Linked DNA regions of Oryzias latipes: region 2 is linked to region 1. A link is a contact called in public Hi-C data. All regions are on one chromosome and are shown on one strand. Each heading gives the region's core, a stretch centred on a gene start, on an enhancer-like site or on the middle of the called end of the contact. The rest is flanking DNA. Distances are from core to core; before and after follow the strand shown. Region 1 holds the start of LOC101154792 (transcription factor E2F6). Region 2 holds the start of LOC110013551 (transcription factor SOX-4).

What was found. Hi-C and Micro-C count contacts between places; a contact is called where the count stands out from the background.
Region 2: a Hi-C map of fibroblasts shows a contact between it and region 1, with 2.7 times the contacts expected there. The contact joins the promoter of LOC110013551 here to the promoter of LOC101154792 in region 1. A contact is called at or near these places in 2 of 5 Hi-C or Micro-C datasets (embryo and fibroblasts).

The regions. Positions count from the first base shown.
Region 1 is chr11:26,860,032-26,867,911 of ASM223467v1, reverse strand. It overlaps LOC101154792 (transcription factor E2F6), which reads right to left and starts at 5,024. Exons shown (of 7, transcript XM_023960237.1): 1 at 4,999-5,024; 2 at 3,351-3,415; 3 at 2,952-3,159. The coding sequence starts at 5,024. It overlaps srfbp1 (serum response factor-binding protein 1), which reads right to left. Exons shown (of 3, transcript XM_004074425.4): 3 at 5,719-7,880. The coding sequence ends at 7,053.
Region 2 is chr11:27,123,939-27,131,818 of ASM223467v1, reverse strand. It overlaps LOC110013551 (transcription factor SOX-4), which reads right to left and starts at 4,963. Exons shown (of 1, transcript XM_020699919.2): 1 at 1,611-4,963. The coding sequence starts at 4,555. The coding sequence ends at 3,473.

The DNA of each region.
Region 1 (7,880 bases), core at 3,775-6,274:
GAAATCTATTCGACCAATGAGAATTGCGCTTTTGCACACGTGTCTGGAGCTTCTGAAGTTACGGTAAAACACAACTTGGGGGCGCTCAAACACAAAACTGCCTTGCTGAGCACACATACCAGCGAAGAAGATAGACGCCAAGTAGCGTCTACACTGCCGCGAAGAAATAATGACGGACATTCTTAAACATCCCCGAACCAAGCACCAGTTGGAGCTACTGATGCTTGAAATACTCATGTTTTCTTTGTTTGATTCTGACAAGCGCGTAAATACTTGCTCTCTTCTTCTGAGTGAAAAGCGACTTTAAGAAGCGTAAAGTTGCGCAGCGCCACCTTGTGTACAGGAGTATTTCTGTTTACATTAAGCGCCATCTAATGTCAGGGAATGAAATTGCATGTTCACTCCACTCATCGTCAGCGAAAATCGCCTGGGTGTGAACACAAAAAACGCTGGCGAAAAACGGCTGGCGAATATTCGTCCCGGTGTGTACGAGCCTTTAGGCTGGGTGTCACTGTCATCTCCAGAATCGATTTGATTCGATTATCTACAGTCCCTGACAAAAGTCTTGTCGCTTCTCCATTTTGTAGAAACTAAAGCGTATAACCTCACTTTTAATGAATCCATTGGTTTTAGAAATGTCTCATATGAAAGCTAAAACCCTCCCAAATTATGTTCAATATACTAAAATAAAATTGCTTCACTGAAGAAAGATTGATCATTTAATGAACACAGAAAGGTCACATTTTGGCAAGACAAACGTTTTGTCGCCTTGTCATATGATGCTCCCAATCCTAGATTACAGCCTCACCTGTGATCAATTACTGATCAATCAATTAGTGGGTGTGTCTAAAAAAAACCCCAGCACACCAGGCCTTCACATCAACTGCAACTTGACCTCTGACAACATGCCTAAGATTCACCCTGAGACCAAAGCGTTGATTATCAAGAGACTGAAGACCAGATCCACTGCTGAGGTGGCTGACACCTTCAATGTGTCTCAGCGTCAAGTACAAAGAAGAAGAAAAGGTTTGGAAGAGACTGGAGATGTTTTTGACAAGCCCAGGTCCGGCAGACCCCGCAAGACAACTGCTCGGGAGGACCGTTTGTTGGTTGGAAAATCCAAGGCCAGCCCCTTTTCTACTGCAGCAGAGCTCCACCAGGCCTGGTCACCTCAAGTCCCTGTGTCAACCAGAACAGTTTGTAGAATTCTGTCTCAAAATGGCCTCCATGGTCCAATCAGTGCCCAGAAACCAGCACTAAACAAAAGGCAATTGAAAAACCGTGTGGCATTTGCCAAGGCCCACAGCCTGCTAAAAGGATGGACGCTGGAAAAGTGGCAGACGGTGGAGATGAGTCTTCAGTTGAATTACATCACAGGAGACCAACTGGAGGCAGCATGGACCCAAGATTCACCCAGAAAACATTTAAGTTTGGTGGCAGAAAAATCATGGTCTGGGGTTCCATCCAGTATGGGGGGGTGTGAAACATTTGCAGGGTGGAAGGCAATATCAATAGCCTAAAATATCAAGAAGTATTAGCTACCTCTTCCATTCCCAACCATAAAAGGGGTCAAATTCTGCAGCAGGATGGTGCTCCATGGCATACTTCCATCTCTACATCAAAGTTCCTCAAGGTGCTCCAGGACTGGCCAGCCCAGTCACCAGACATGAACATCATTGAGCATGTCTGGGGTAGAATGAAAGAGGAAGCATGGAAGACCAAACCAAAGAATCTTGATGAACTCTGGGAGGCATGGAAGACTGCTTTCTTTGCTATTTCTGATGACTTCATCTATAAATTGTATGAATCGTTGTCAAACCGCATGGATGCTGTCCTTCAAGCTCATGGAAGTCATACAAGATATTAAATATGGATCTCACAGTAGCACTACTTAATTCACTGATGTTATGCAACATATTTTTGTTTTTGAAGTAAATTATTTGTTAAATTTTCACGTTACTCTGTAGGCGACAAAACTTTTGTCTTGCCAAAATGTGAGCTTTCTGTGTTCATTAAATGATCAATCTTTCTTCAGTGAAGCAATTTTATTTTAGTATATTGAACATAATTTGGGAGGGTTTTAGCTTTCATATGAGACATTTCTAAAACCAATGGATTCATTAAAAGTGAGGTTATACGCTTTAGTTTCTACAAAATGGAGAAGCGACAAGACTTTTGTCAGGGACTGTAGAAACTGGAATGTAGAACTCAATTCCATTCTCCTGATCCATTCGATTTGATTTAGAATTTACACATTTAGACATTTCTGTGCCGAAATACATTAATAATCTGTATGTGAAGATATCTATGTGATAAAGTTCACATACTGTTACATGTATTAGTGAAATAACAAACCATGGTTATTACATGGTGTCTGATTATTGTAAAGGCTCCAAACGCGCTCATGTTACAAAAATAAAGGTTCTTTTTTTTCCTGGAGGGTGTTTCCGTTTGGCCACTAGGTGGAGCTCTAGAGCATTACGCTTTATTTCAGAATAGATTTGAGCAAAAGAATCGTTGTTTTAGACCCCAAATGGTTACTTTTAAGAACATGCTTCCTTAAAAGCGTTTGGACAATTCTTGCCTGTGAGTTTATGAAGCTGTTCATTTAGTCAGTAATGATGTTTTCACATCCTATGGGAAACTCCATCATACGTTAGCATCAAGCTAGCAGACTTTGGCCTCACTGCTGTTATGCGTTAGGTCTCTACTTTTATGGCTCGACTATTGATCTATTACGCCTGGATCGCTTCAGATGGAAGAATTGATCAGCCCAGCGGATCCACCTGAGCCTGAACTGCTGCAGGAAAAGCCTGTTTCTGCGTGGAGCTGATGCTCCACCGCTCCTCCTGCTGGGGGCTTCAGCTTTAGCCCCCAGCATGTCACCACATCCCTGCTGTGCTGAAGCTTCAAACCACCATTCAAAGCCTGTTTTCTGTCGCCGTACTCACAACCACTGAATGTGACTTTTCGACTTCTTCCTGATGAGCTTGATCCCCTCCAACACGTTGGTGATGTCATAAACCCGCCTCTTGGGCGCACCGAGCTTCTGGCAGACCACGTTGAGGTCCAACACTCCGTCAGGGCTGTGCCTCAGCATGTCTGCAAACTTCTGCGTCAGGAGGCCCAGAGACGTGTCGCAGCGCGACCTGTGTGGGGCTGCAGGTTACCCGCCACGTGGGAAAAGAAAGAGAGGATTTCTCCATCAGGACCGCTAAATCAATCAGAGGGAATATGGATCGGAGGCAGTAATCCATCACTGATCTTTTTAAGCATAGCCCAAAACTGGACACCACCAAAAAGCGTCCCAGTTTCCATGTATGACGGCTGCAGGGTCCCCGGAGCCTCACCTTCTGGTTGCAGGAAGCCGCCATCGCCCTCAGTGTCCAGAGAGAAAACAACGTCCAGCTCCAGCCTTCAGGAAGAGCAGAACACGTCTCCCATTCATAAACAAACAGCAATGACATTTGATTGTTAAACTTTCTATTGAACGTGCTTCTGAGCAGAAGTCATGTTACTTTTGAATAGACGCGTAGAAGTGAGGAAAATGCATTTGTGGGTTTATGGGTAATTAAAAAAACTCAACATTTCCATCAAACAGCTTGTTTTTTTCAGCAGTTCCTTCACTTCACCCTTTAACACCAGAGCTTCAGCTGCAGTCGGTGTCGACATTCTTCAGCCGTGAGACAATAGACGGGATTCCTACAGATGGAGTGGAGAAAGCAGCTTGGTGCTGTTCTGCAACCACTTCCAGTAAAAACGTGTTGCAGTGCTGCATCAGAATCAGCTGATTCACGCTGAAGGCGTAATGGTTGAAGACAAGTGTCCACAGGAACGTGTCCAGTGTTAAAGGGTTAAACCTCCACACCCTCTGCCAGCACAGCCTGGCTCCTCCCCCTCACCCCGGTCACTATGCCGCCATCCCATCCCTTAACCTTCATTTAGAGTCAAGTTGTCTCTCTGTGATGTGAGCTTCCAGATCTGAATCAAACCCAGTCGTATTAAATGCTGCAGTTCCTGAAATGGCCACCGGAGGCTGGTTTCAGATGGAAGCAACTTCCCAGTGACTCCTGATCTTATCTCATGTACGCTCTGGTTCAGAAACACTGACGTTTCTCCTCCTACTGTCAAAAAGCACGGTCAGGGAAGTGTTCCTTATGGAACACAGCAACACAGCAAAATTCTCACTTCATCTAGTCCCGCCCCATTGTGTTGAGGTGGGCGGAGTAAACTCTAGTCAACATGCCTGCCCACCTCCAGGTTACCGTCCAGGTGTTGTTATCTGTCCAGTGTGAACATTTCTACTAGCGTCCGACCCCTCATGCTGATGGGACTGGAGTCAGGACTGCTGTCCTCACCACTCCCCCATTGTGGAGGCGGTCTCTGATGAATCCCTCAGTGGGGGGACTGGTTTTCTGTGGAGGTATGGGATCGATGGCCACAAAATCCATTCTCCTTAGTTGTCCCTTATTGAGAACAGACCTCGTGTCCCTCATCATCATGCCACCTCCCCCCTCACAACAGCCTCTTCCCCAAACGTTGACCCAAAGATCCCTCTGGCTGATGAGGAGTCTGGACTCATCGTTTCTCTGCATGTTCAGCCTGGTGCTTCCTTCTCCGGCTGCAGGCCAGCCTGGTCACGTGGCTTCCCATGCTCTACCCTGTACCTTTAAAGGTCATTCAGGGTGGGGGTCACTCTGGAGGAACAGCACGTGCGCCGTAGGTGGCCCCCTTCTTCTGGATGATCGGCAGAGCCTGGAGTCACCAAAGCTCCTAACAAAATCAATAACCAACAGCACGACTGAACTGAAGTCACGTGCTAAAACTTACAGCCACGAAAACCCTTTCTGACAGGAAGTGTTTTTTTTTATTCTACAAGTACTGCTGGAAACATTAGTAACAGGACGGAGGTCTTGAGCTGCTGTTTACATCAGGTTAGCTTAAGTGATGTTCGCTAGCGGGGTTTGCTCGGCCCATCTCACACGCGCGCGCGCTCACCTCGCGCCTGCAAAGCGGCTTTGTGTTGTCGGTCAAATCCGTTTATTCCCCAACGTGTTGCTGCGGTTCCAACTTCACTAAACAAGGAGCTGCGTGGACACCAGCTTGTAGGAAAGAGGCTTCCGAACCGGAAGTCACAGGAAAACGCAGCGAAGTAACCGGATGTACAAACTTTACAACACTTCTCTTTCAAAACAAAGGTATAAACTTGTCGCAAACACCGATACCTTTAGGGGTTAAAGATTAGTCCAGAAAGCTAACTTTTCAAAATTGCATAACTGGGTACGGTACCAAAGCCCAAGCCCTTTTACTGAACTGTTTGAAATTTTATTCTGAAAACCAAATCAGAACTTCCGTTTCACACCAACTCCGCTGAGATTTATTTTACGTCATTTATCATTTCTTTGAGGCAAAGCTTACCTTGCCTTCATCAGATTAAGCAAACTGCTCCAGGCCAAACTTGTTGCTCAGAGCCATTTCCATTTGTCCCGGGAATTTGTTTTATATTGAACTTATCAATGACCAAACACAAACTCCAGCAGAGGACGAACACACTCTGAAATACACACTCACTAAGGGAGGGGCGTATAGAATACTCTCAACAATACTGTCATCAATTTAGTGTTAAATTACTTACAGGAAGAAAATGAGAGGGAAAAAACAGGAGCCAAATGACGGCATAGGAAAAAAAATTGGAATAACAGACACAAAGAAATTTAATTATTTTTGCACCTACCAAGAATTGTAATCTTTATTAGGTATAATAATGTTAATAATAATGTTACTAAAACCTGGGAAGGAGGGCTTGGTACCTCTCAAATAGAACAGTAGATATGGTATTTTCCTAAAAGTAGGGAGTCTTGCCATTTCCGTCCACAGATTTTCACTCCGAGCCAAATCCAGGGCAGCCGTGGAGCAGCGGTCGTGTCCAGAACAGCCGACATCCATTGGCTGATCTTCAGGCATCATCGGCTGCGTTTCTCTTCGTTCCCAGACAGCTGGAGGAAGCCAGTAGTTGTTCCACTCAAAACAGGACGGTTCCTCTCCTCAAACGCTTGTGCCCACCAGGATTTGAAGGCTTGATCAGGTCTTCGGGAACAAAGGGACGGCTGCGGACCCTTGTGGTCCGTCACTTCAGTGAATATTAATGACCCACTTCTCACATGTCACAGTCTTTGGAAAAAGTGTGGAAACTTTCAAATGAATCACAGCTAGCTGTGACGGAGCATTCTGGGACACAGCAAAGGAAGCCTGCAGCCTTGTCTACTTGTTTACGGAAGGCAAACTTTGCCTTTGGATGTCATTGTGTGTACACGCAACGACAAACTCTAAGAAATAACAAAACTTTGACCATATCAGAAATAGTACACAGAGATTTGCCAAGTCGATGTACACAGTTAGCCACAACCGGAAGAAAAAGAGCGGAAATCCGTCACACAGCTCTGCGCGTAGTCCATTCAGAAAAGGAAATGGTGAAACTCTGCACAAATTAACACAATATGGTCATATCATTAAAAACAGTCATTTCTGAAGAGCACAACGGTGCACAGCTGTGCTCCAAGGAGTGACCCCTAATGCAGCAAACAAACTAGCCGCCCGTTAGCTTGTTGAGGACGTTCCCGCCATCGTGGAGCATGGCGTCCTCCGTGCGACGCTTTGTCTTTGAGGTTCAGGGGAATTCACTGCATTTCCAGCCAACAGCACAAAGACATCAAGCCTCATTCCATTGGAGATTATTTGTATTAAAAAGAAACATTTTGCCGCTGTGCACTGGACCTAAACAGCACCTAGTTGGTGTTAAACAGCAGGTTAGCTTTGTGGTGTTTTGACTTTCAATGACGCATCAATACACAACTGAACGTGAAATGTTGTAGTCATTTAAAACACTAGACAACAAATCAAAGAGGTGAAATACAGAATGGCTGCATTGATGGAGACAAAGAGGATCAGATTCTGCAGGAGATCCAGAATCTGAACCATTGCTTGGAATCACTGGGATTATGAATGCTAACCATCACCAATAGGACTGACTAGTCTTTAGTGATGGAATTGCCTCAGTCATCATCATCAAACTTAATCTTCTTCCCTTGAAAGGCCAGGATTTGTCCCTGCTGCTCCTTCCTCCTCCGGCTGGCCTCCCAGGATGGATGGAGCGCTGGCTGAGAGGAGAAGACGCCTCCCGCCTTTGGATCCTGCTGCCGTGGAGCCTCCCGCCTGCCTCGTCCCACCCCTCTTTGGGAGGATGCAAACCCCCTGGTGTTTGATCCAGGCAGACTTCCTCCTGGGAAGGGTTTGCTGTATTTGGAAGATGCTGCTTTCTCCTGCTGATGGGTAAAACCATCAACTTTCTTCTGGCCTTTCACTTTCCCAAACCCTCTGCTTTTCTCTTGGCCCCCACCTCCCTTCCTCCTGGCCAAGGAGGGGCAGAAAACAGACTGGAGCGTGGTGGTTTTAGGTCTTAACCTGGATTCCAGCTGGTCCAGCTCCCTCTGGAGTTTGTCTCCCCCTCCTGATGAGTCCTTCTTCACGTCAGGCTCTTTCTCCACTTCATTCATTTTGGGCTTTTTCCTTCTTTTCTTCACTTTGCTGACTTTTCCAACAAAGAAGTCGTCCTCGCTGTCTTCAGACTGGGAAGACTGCTTGTAAAAGCGCTCCTCTGTGCTGTCGTCAAAGTATTCTTTTTCCTCGCCGCCTGCTGACTCACCGTCAGACTCGGCGTCAGTCTTGGCGTCCTCCGCTCTTCTCGGGGGGGGCACAGTGGCAGACTGCAGATTACAATCATTTTCAGCAGCTTTGCTGTTAGGGATTCTGATGACATCCCTGCTGTGGACAGACTCTGGTCCTCCGATCAAAGACCGTTTGGAGCTCAGAGCAGGAGCAGC
Region 2 (7,880 bases), core at 3,714-6,213, 260 kb before region 1:
CCTGCTGTCTGTACTGCAGATCCTTCTGGGCTCTGTCTTTCTCTTTCCCTGTGAAATCCTCTTGTTCGTGACTCAGCTGAGCAGCAAATGCTTTTAAAATTTGATATCAAAACTCGAACTTTGAATGGGACATTTCACAACATGTTTAATGATTCATTACAATACCTAAAACGCTAGTGATTAGGGTTTTATGAGGCAAGTATCACTCAGCCAATTCCACCTGTGGCTCTCTGTAGCTCGTTGTCATGTCCTTCGTTTCACACTCCTCCCTTTTCTATTTAATAACTATTTTTTAATTAAATAACTAAAAATATACCCGAACATAAAATTCACTTACAGTAAATCTATTTGACCAGGCACGGAAACGGGGAAAACAAACCAGGACAGTTGCAAATCTTCCTTCGATGTCACAGCTTCAGATGTCTTCAGCTTGTGTCGGTCTGATCAGTCTCAGTGAAATGTCTGTGTATTTTTTTAAACTCATTTTTAAAGTTTTAATGAGTTGAATTAAAACCGAGGCACCACATCATTTGGTTGTCTTTTGTAATGGGTGGTCTACCAACCTTTTTCAATGTTTTTTCCACATGTACGTTTGAATGGCAGTCACATCACAGACATATGACTTTTGGCCGGCCGCTTTGACTCGATCTTGTCACACTTACTCAGCTTCAGACAAAACACAAACAAACGGCAGTAATCAGCCATGAAGGTTAAGTGTGCAGCGCGCTCATGCATGCGCCTTTATGTGGGTCAGTGTGTGAACAGGACAGCACCATCTTTATTGCTTGTTTGGAGCAGGAGCTTCACCCTCAGAGGGGGGACCCTGTGGAAGAGTGCAGACGTGGGGGTTCCTGTCTGCTCTTTGGTGATGACCATCAGCTTTCTCATTATGAGTCTGAGCTGTCAGGAGAGCTGAAGGAGACCCTGCCCTCCTGACAAACAGAGATGCAAATAATTATGAGTGTCTCTTGTGGAATATGCAGTAAATTGATACATGCTTAATACTGTACCTTTGGGCTGCCTGTCTGCATCGGAGTTGTCAGATGTATTCGACAAATGAACGCATCCAGAAGGAATTAATTGGATTTGGGAGCACAAACACTCCCCAGCAGACACACACATACACACACACACACACAGGCTGCACACATGCCTCCTTTATTCCAGTCATGCCTTGCAGAAATGTCTGCCACCCCCTCCCTCTGCCCACCCCGCCCTGATGGATCGGTCTGCGTCCCTTATCCTTCCAACACACACACGTGGTGATGCTCCCCAGCGGATTCGGCATCTCTCTTGGATACAGCGTTTCCATGGCAACCACGTTTTCTGCACGTGCAGATTCAGACGGAGTATGGGGGGTGGGAAAGAGGCCACTCCTATCGATTCACTGGCTGGCTATTGATTTGCAGTGTGGTGCAGCACACTCACCTACAGCAGCACCCCCATACAGGCATGCTTGTGCTCAGTGTCAGACATCAGACTGACTGGAGATTTTTTTTAGAGGAATCACTTTGTTTTTTGACAAGCTGGGCCTTTTATGTGTGGCAGTAATTAGCTGCAATTGTAATGAAACTGAAGGTCAAGCTATAAAAGAAGCACCAAGACACGAGTCACATTTTTCAGTTCCAGCTGATTTTATTTCCTTCTTGAAAGAAAGAAAAAACAAATAAAAAAATCTGTACAGAGGTTCGAGAGGCAGTGATTGACCCAAACATTGGCTGGTTTTGAGCAAAAGACTTCAAATGATATTGGCATGATCAGACAAAACATGAATATACACAACGTATTGCACAAATGGAAAAGAAAAAAAGACGATAGAAAAACAGGTTCTGACGTTTTTCAACCTCTGGACCATCTTCTTCAGATTAAGAATGTCCAAAGATGGCTGTCCTAGTGCCTGTCATTGTTCATCATCATCATACATAAAAACACGCAATCTTTGCTTATAGTACAGTCAATTTACATAAATATCTTCATGTTATTATTCTTTTAAAAATCTTAAACACAACAGCTATAGCTACATATACCTGAATCTGAAATACAAATGCTATTTGCCATGCCATAATATAGGAAAACAATTAGCCTGCTATACTTAGCCAACAGGTACAGAAAGGTTAAATACTTTTTTTTTTCTTTTTGATGCACTTTGCGCAATAACAGATGAAGCACTTCATACATCTCCTCCCTCCAAAGTTTAGGCAAAAAGTGGAATGAGTGTAAAATTCCATCCAGTGGTTCAAATAAAATCTATCTTATAAGAAGCAAACCAGACCAAATAAGAAAGCACACAGAGGTATTAGCTCTTTCCAAACTGTGACTCTTTCACTGGAGATCTATGTGGAATTGAAACCCAGTCACCACTCAGACTGGGAGCCTCAGTGGTGCTTTGTTTGGTGAAGCTGGAGTCACTGTCCCATTAAGAAGCATGTGGGTAAATACTGTAAACACTGTGTGAGGTCAGATTGTGCCAAACAAACCCCCGTCCTCTGTCTGCACCTCTAAACCCATGCAAACAACAATGCTGATGGCTGCCCGCCCGCTCGCCCCCGCCCACCCACGTCTTTCTATAGATTTTGTACAAAAATACAAGTAGAAAATCATGACACACTCAAAGTCTCCTGAAAAATGAGTCAACACTTTAAATAAGATACACTTCTAGCCCTTCCGCTCGCTGGATACAGACAGGTGTTATGTGCACAAACACAAACGAGACCTGTACAAGAACAATACTTCTATGTATAAAAAACTTTTGGCTGTATAAATACATTGATACAAAAGAAAAAAAACATCTTACACAGGAACTACAAAGTTGAAGCTCTAAGCAAAAAAGAATCAGGAAATATTAGTCCTGAATTGTGCACTAAGTGATAGAAAAAGGTTTCTGAAGTTTTCAGCCTGTCTGTTTTTGTGTCCTGCCGTTGAGAGAGAAGCTGGTGATCGTGAATTGTGTCCTGTGGCCACGCATTTTGCGTGAATACGCATTGAATAAAAACAGAATCCTCCTCAACTTGGAGGGCATGGGAGGGGATCACTACACCTGAATAGCAACATGATGGTTGATGTGAATCAGTAGGGTTTTAGAGAGAACCCCGCGTGTGGAGCTCCAGTGTCCGTGTCCCTCCCGGACGCAAAGGTTAAAGGTTCGGTCTCCGTCCTCGTTCCCTGCGGGACTGGGTTGAACGTTGGTGCTCGTCGCCGCTCCTTGCTTACATTCACTCCTCCTCCTCTGTGTCCAAATGCAAACTCAGCATTCTCCTCCGTGTCTGCGCCAGACCTGCCTGTCAGACGCACAGGATGCGGGCCAAGTGTCTGAGCGGCGCGTGTCTGGACATTAACCCCAGGACGGGCCACTTATGTTTTTTTTTTTTCAGTTTTCACTCTCCCCCATTCAGTGAAGAACTAGAGGGAAGAATGTGACGCACACGTCAGGCAGGCGTGAGAGGGGTGACAGAGTTCAAACGGGGTCATCATTTCAGTAGGTGAACACCAGGTTGGAGATCGTGGACTCCAACCACTCTCCCGAGATCATCTCGCTGACTTCGGGCGTGCAGTAGTCGGAGAAGTCAAAGTGAGATCCCGCCCCGCACTCCCTGAAGCTCCAGTCCAAGTCCCGGTCCACCTCCGTGTCGGAGAGGCCCGTGCCGCCCAGAGACATGCTCTCAAACCCGGGGCTGCGGCTTAAGTCAAATCGCTCGTCTTCAAACTCTTCATCAGACGAGGACGACACGGATGAGGAAGAGTGCGCGGCTGATGGCGTTGGGGAGGGGGCGCGTGCGTACCGGAGCCGCGCGGTGTGTGAGGACTCGCTGGAGCGCGGGCTCTGCTCCTCGTACAGGCTCAGCGGGTCGCTGGACTCCGCCGAGCTGCTGGGGGTGGGACTGGCCGGGACACCCACGGAGGGCGGGTCACTCTCCAGACTACCCGTGCCACCGAACACGTGGGCGCGCCTCGGCTCACCCGTGAGCTTCTCGGGGATCTGCCGGGCCCCGGACACTGACCTGGATTTGAAGAGTGAGTGGTGGTCACCAGACTCCGGTCCAGAGGCGCCCCTACTGCCCCCCTGTTTGTGCGTCCTGCTGGCGCTCTTGGGCGCGGGGCTCTTCTTGCCGCTGATCTTGGCGCTGCGCTCCCCGTTCTTCTCTGGTTGCTTGTTTGTTCCACTTCCGGTCTTGACCTTCTTTCGGGGCCGGTACTTGTAGTCTGGGTAGTCGGCCATATGTTTGAGTCGGAGGCGCTCAGCCTCGCGGATGAAGGGGATTTTGTCGGTGTCTTTGAGCAGCTTCCAGCGCTTCCCCAGCCGCTTGGAGATCTCCGCGTTGTGCATGTCCGGTGACTGCTCCATGATCTTCCGCCTCTCGATCTGGGACCAGACCATGAACGCGTTCATGGGCCGCTTGATGTGGCCGGTGGGAGTCTTACACCAAGCCAAGTCGCTGCGCTCCCGGGAGGACGGCGACCCAGAGATCGGACAGGAGTCCATCTCCAGGTCCATGTCTCCCGTGTCCGTAGAGTCCCCGCCGGGAGAGTGAGCGTGCGCGCTCACGTGCTGCACCATCTCTGTTCAGAGAGCTGCTCTGAGAAACTTCAAATGTCACAAAATCAGGTCACTGATGGATCATAAAAACTTCAACCGCGTCTCCTTTCTGCTTCTTCTCAGTTCAGCGATCGCTCTAAACTTTCGTCAGCTTTAAAAATCAAGAAAAGCCCCCCCTGCAAAAAAAAAAAAAAAAAAACTTTTGACATCAGCTCTCAACTGCCTGTGCGGCTGAAAACCCGCTCTGCGAGGCAGAAAATGCGGCGCTGTGCGCAAGCGTCCCTCAGGTGCGTCTGGCCGTCTGCAGCGCAGCTTGTCTGTGCGGTGGGGGGACCATGTGGCTGAATGGAGCGGCTGCGCTTTCTCATAGTCTCCCGGTTTGTCGTGCGGCTCTAAAGCGTTACTGTAAACACATCAGCAAGAAGCTCACCTATTTATAGTCTTTTCGCGAGACGGGCCACCCAATCAGCTTCTGTCTCCATAGTCACTTTTAGGCAAAGCCCCTCCCCTGGCCTCCCATTGGACGAATAAAAAAGGGGAAATAATAATAATAATTTGCAATCAGGATCCTTGTGTCTGACCTCATTCCTCTCAGACTCCACTTCAAGGAAGAAGAACTTGGAGCATGTTTGTCACTTCATGTGTTCTCTAGAAGACTGCCAGTGTCCTAGTCCTGCAGTGGGAGAGGTTCACCCAGCTAGAAATAGGTGATTCAAATCTGTTAATGCTTGGTGGTGAGAAAAAGCTGAGGAACAAACACACAACCATGAGCCACAACATGTTTTGTCAGTCTGACAGCAGTTTGTGTGCAAGGAAGAGGCAGGAATTTGCTCAACCTGTTATTTTTACAAATCATTGCAACATCAGATCCCAAGCTGACATCATCCAACAGCAGAAAAAAAGAACTGAGACCAGATGATGTTGTTATTTACAGCAAACCCCACACCAGAAAAGCCACAAGGAAGGCTGTGTGTCAGACCCACAACAGCAGGAAGGTGGGGGAGTCTCACAGCGGCAGCAGCGGCGGCGGCAGCAGCGGCGGCAGCAGCAGCGGCGGCAGCAGCAGCGGCGGCAGCAGCAGCGGCGGCAGCAGCAGCAGCATTCTCTCCTGCAAACAGTCCTCCTGCTGGAACGTGTCATGTCAGGCCACACCGCTGGGTGTCAGGCTGGGGCCAAAAGCAGAATGCTAAACACTCACACATGCTTGTGCGTTCACATGTGCAGCAGATCTGTCTCTATTCTGTTTGCTGCTGCCATCATTAAATCAAGCAGGTGATGTCATCATGAAGGGTGACTGCTCCTCACAGTTTCAAGTGAGGACATTAAGGGAATGGTTAACCTTTTTGTGGGCCTGCATCTCTGTTCACTGTAATCACTTCAGGACTTTGAGGAAGAACATCTCCATCCATGTTTCTGTTGACATAAATAAAGCGGAGCTACTTCCGCTGGTTCTGTCTTTGAGCTGCTCCCATAACAAGTATACACCTGCCGTTGGATTAGCTTCCTATCTCTGAGCTGCCCCAGGCTTAACGTGCACGTCCACACAGAGTGGTGCGCATGCACAGTGTTTGTTTAAACAGGTGTCACAGGTATACCTGTAACCTTATCTGATGTGCGAGAGGCAGCTGTCAGGTACCTTTCCACTGGTGCCGGCTGATGCCCCGTTCGTCAGGGCCAGAATCCTGCAGGACGCTCACACCACCACCACCACATGATGAGGGGGTGCATCGGGGGGCTGGGCCACAAGCTGGGTGGCTGTCTTAATGATTGTAAATAAAGTTCTGAGTTTCAGAATGTGGTGATATGACATTGAGAGTACTGACTGCCATGCTGCAGTGAGACTCTGTGCCAGGGCCTTCTTCTCAAAGCAGCAGAGTTTACTTGTAACTGGAGCCTTCAGGACCAGGCTGGGAGCTGCAAACAAAAGCTGCCAGTCTGTTGTAAAAAGTGACTTGTGAGATTAAAGAAGGGAATGTCAGAAAGCAAAGAGAGGCAAGCAGCTGAAAAGAGGAGGAGGAGGCACGTGCAAGCGGGTGTATCACAGGCACAGCTACTCATTACCGCGTACTTGCCCTTTTTCAACCGCTGAGGAATGACGCGCTGCTTTGACCTGCCTGCTCGTCATCCCCAGAGGCTAGACACAATGAGGCCTTTGTGTGTTTGTGTTGGGTTTAACTGAACTGGAGCTCTTCCAGGGATTGAAAGTTTTAGAAGCAGTGGGAAGTCCCCTCCACCCAGCAGTTAAACAGAAAAGTGAGGAGTAAGCACTGATTTGCATGCGCACACTCTCCCGCTCGTTGCCTGTGACTCATCCACAGAGTCTGTCCCCTGTGTTTTGTGTGGATGTGGCAGACAGTGCAGGTGGCCGTCTCACCAGCTCACCCAGCGACGGCTGTCAGCCCTTACACAACAACCAGGATGGATATTTTTAGGTTATCGGGCCGTCTTCCTGACATTTTGTACATTTCCTTTAGCAACTTTAATGACTAAAATGTGTATGTAAACTGAAACAAACTGTTGTGCATCTTAGAATTTTCCAGCTGAAAAAGATCACCATCTAACATACAGCAGTTTGTGTATAAGGGTTTCCAACAACAGCCTTCAAAGACAGAGGTTCCTGTTCTCCTGTCATCCTCACCCTACATGCTACTGACTGCTTTCTCATTTGTGTTCCTACAACAAGAGTCCACAGAGGTCAAAGCAGGCCACTGTTCTCTGAGGCCTGGACACTCCTGCTTTTTCTTTCTTGTCTTTTCAAAGGTTTGGTACATCAGTGATCTGTGCTGAAAGCTTGCTCAGCAATTTCAAACTGACCCCAGAATGAATCAAGAGATCTAGGAGTGACCGCATGCTGAGTGAACTTAAGAAATAGTCCATTTTAGTGAAGTCCAAGATATCAGCAGGTAAATAAGAAAACACATCTAAAGTATGTGCAAATCTTTAGAGGAAAAGTCTGGATACATGGAAGCAAAAACTAAGACGACACTTGTCTTTTGCAGGACTCTGTAATTTGATTTACAAATTTACCTACGGATGCCAGAAATGAGACAATGAATCACACAACTGACAAAGTTTAGGCAAACTGGAAAGAAGGACTTTAATTTTGGCCATTAAATGCAAAACAACAACCAGGCCACACCCCCCACATTTTCTGGATATGTCAGAACGGTGACGCATGAGGTCAGATGGTTGTTGTGTCACGATGATGCACAAAAACTCACAGCAGCACTGCCCAATCGAGTCAAGTATGTATTGGAAAACCCTCGATAAGCCAGCCATGCTGCACAGTCAAACCGGGGAGGCGCAAACACACTGTGCACAAAAACACAGCCAGTCACTTTGGGAG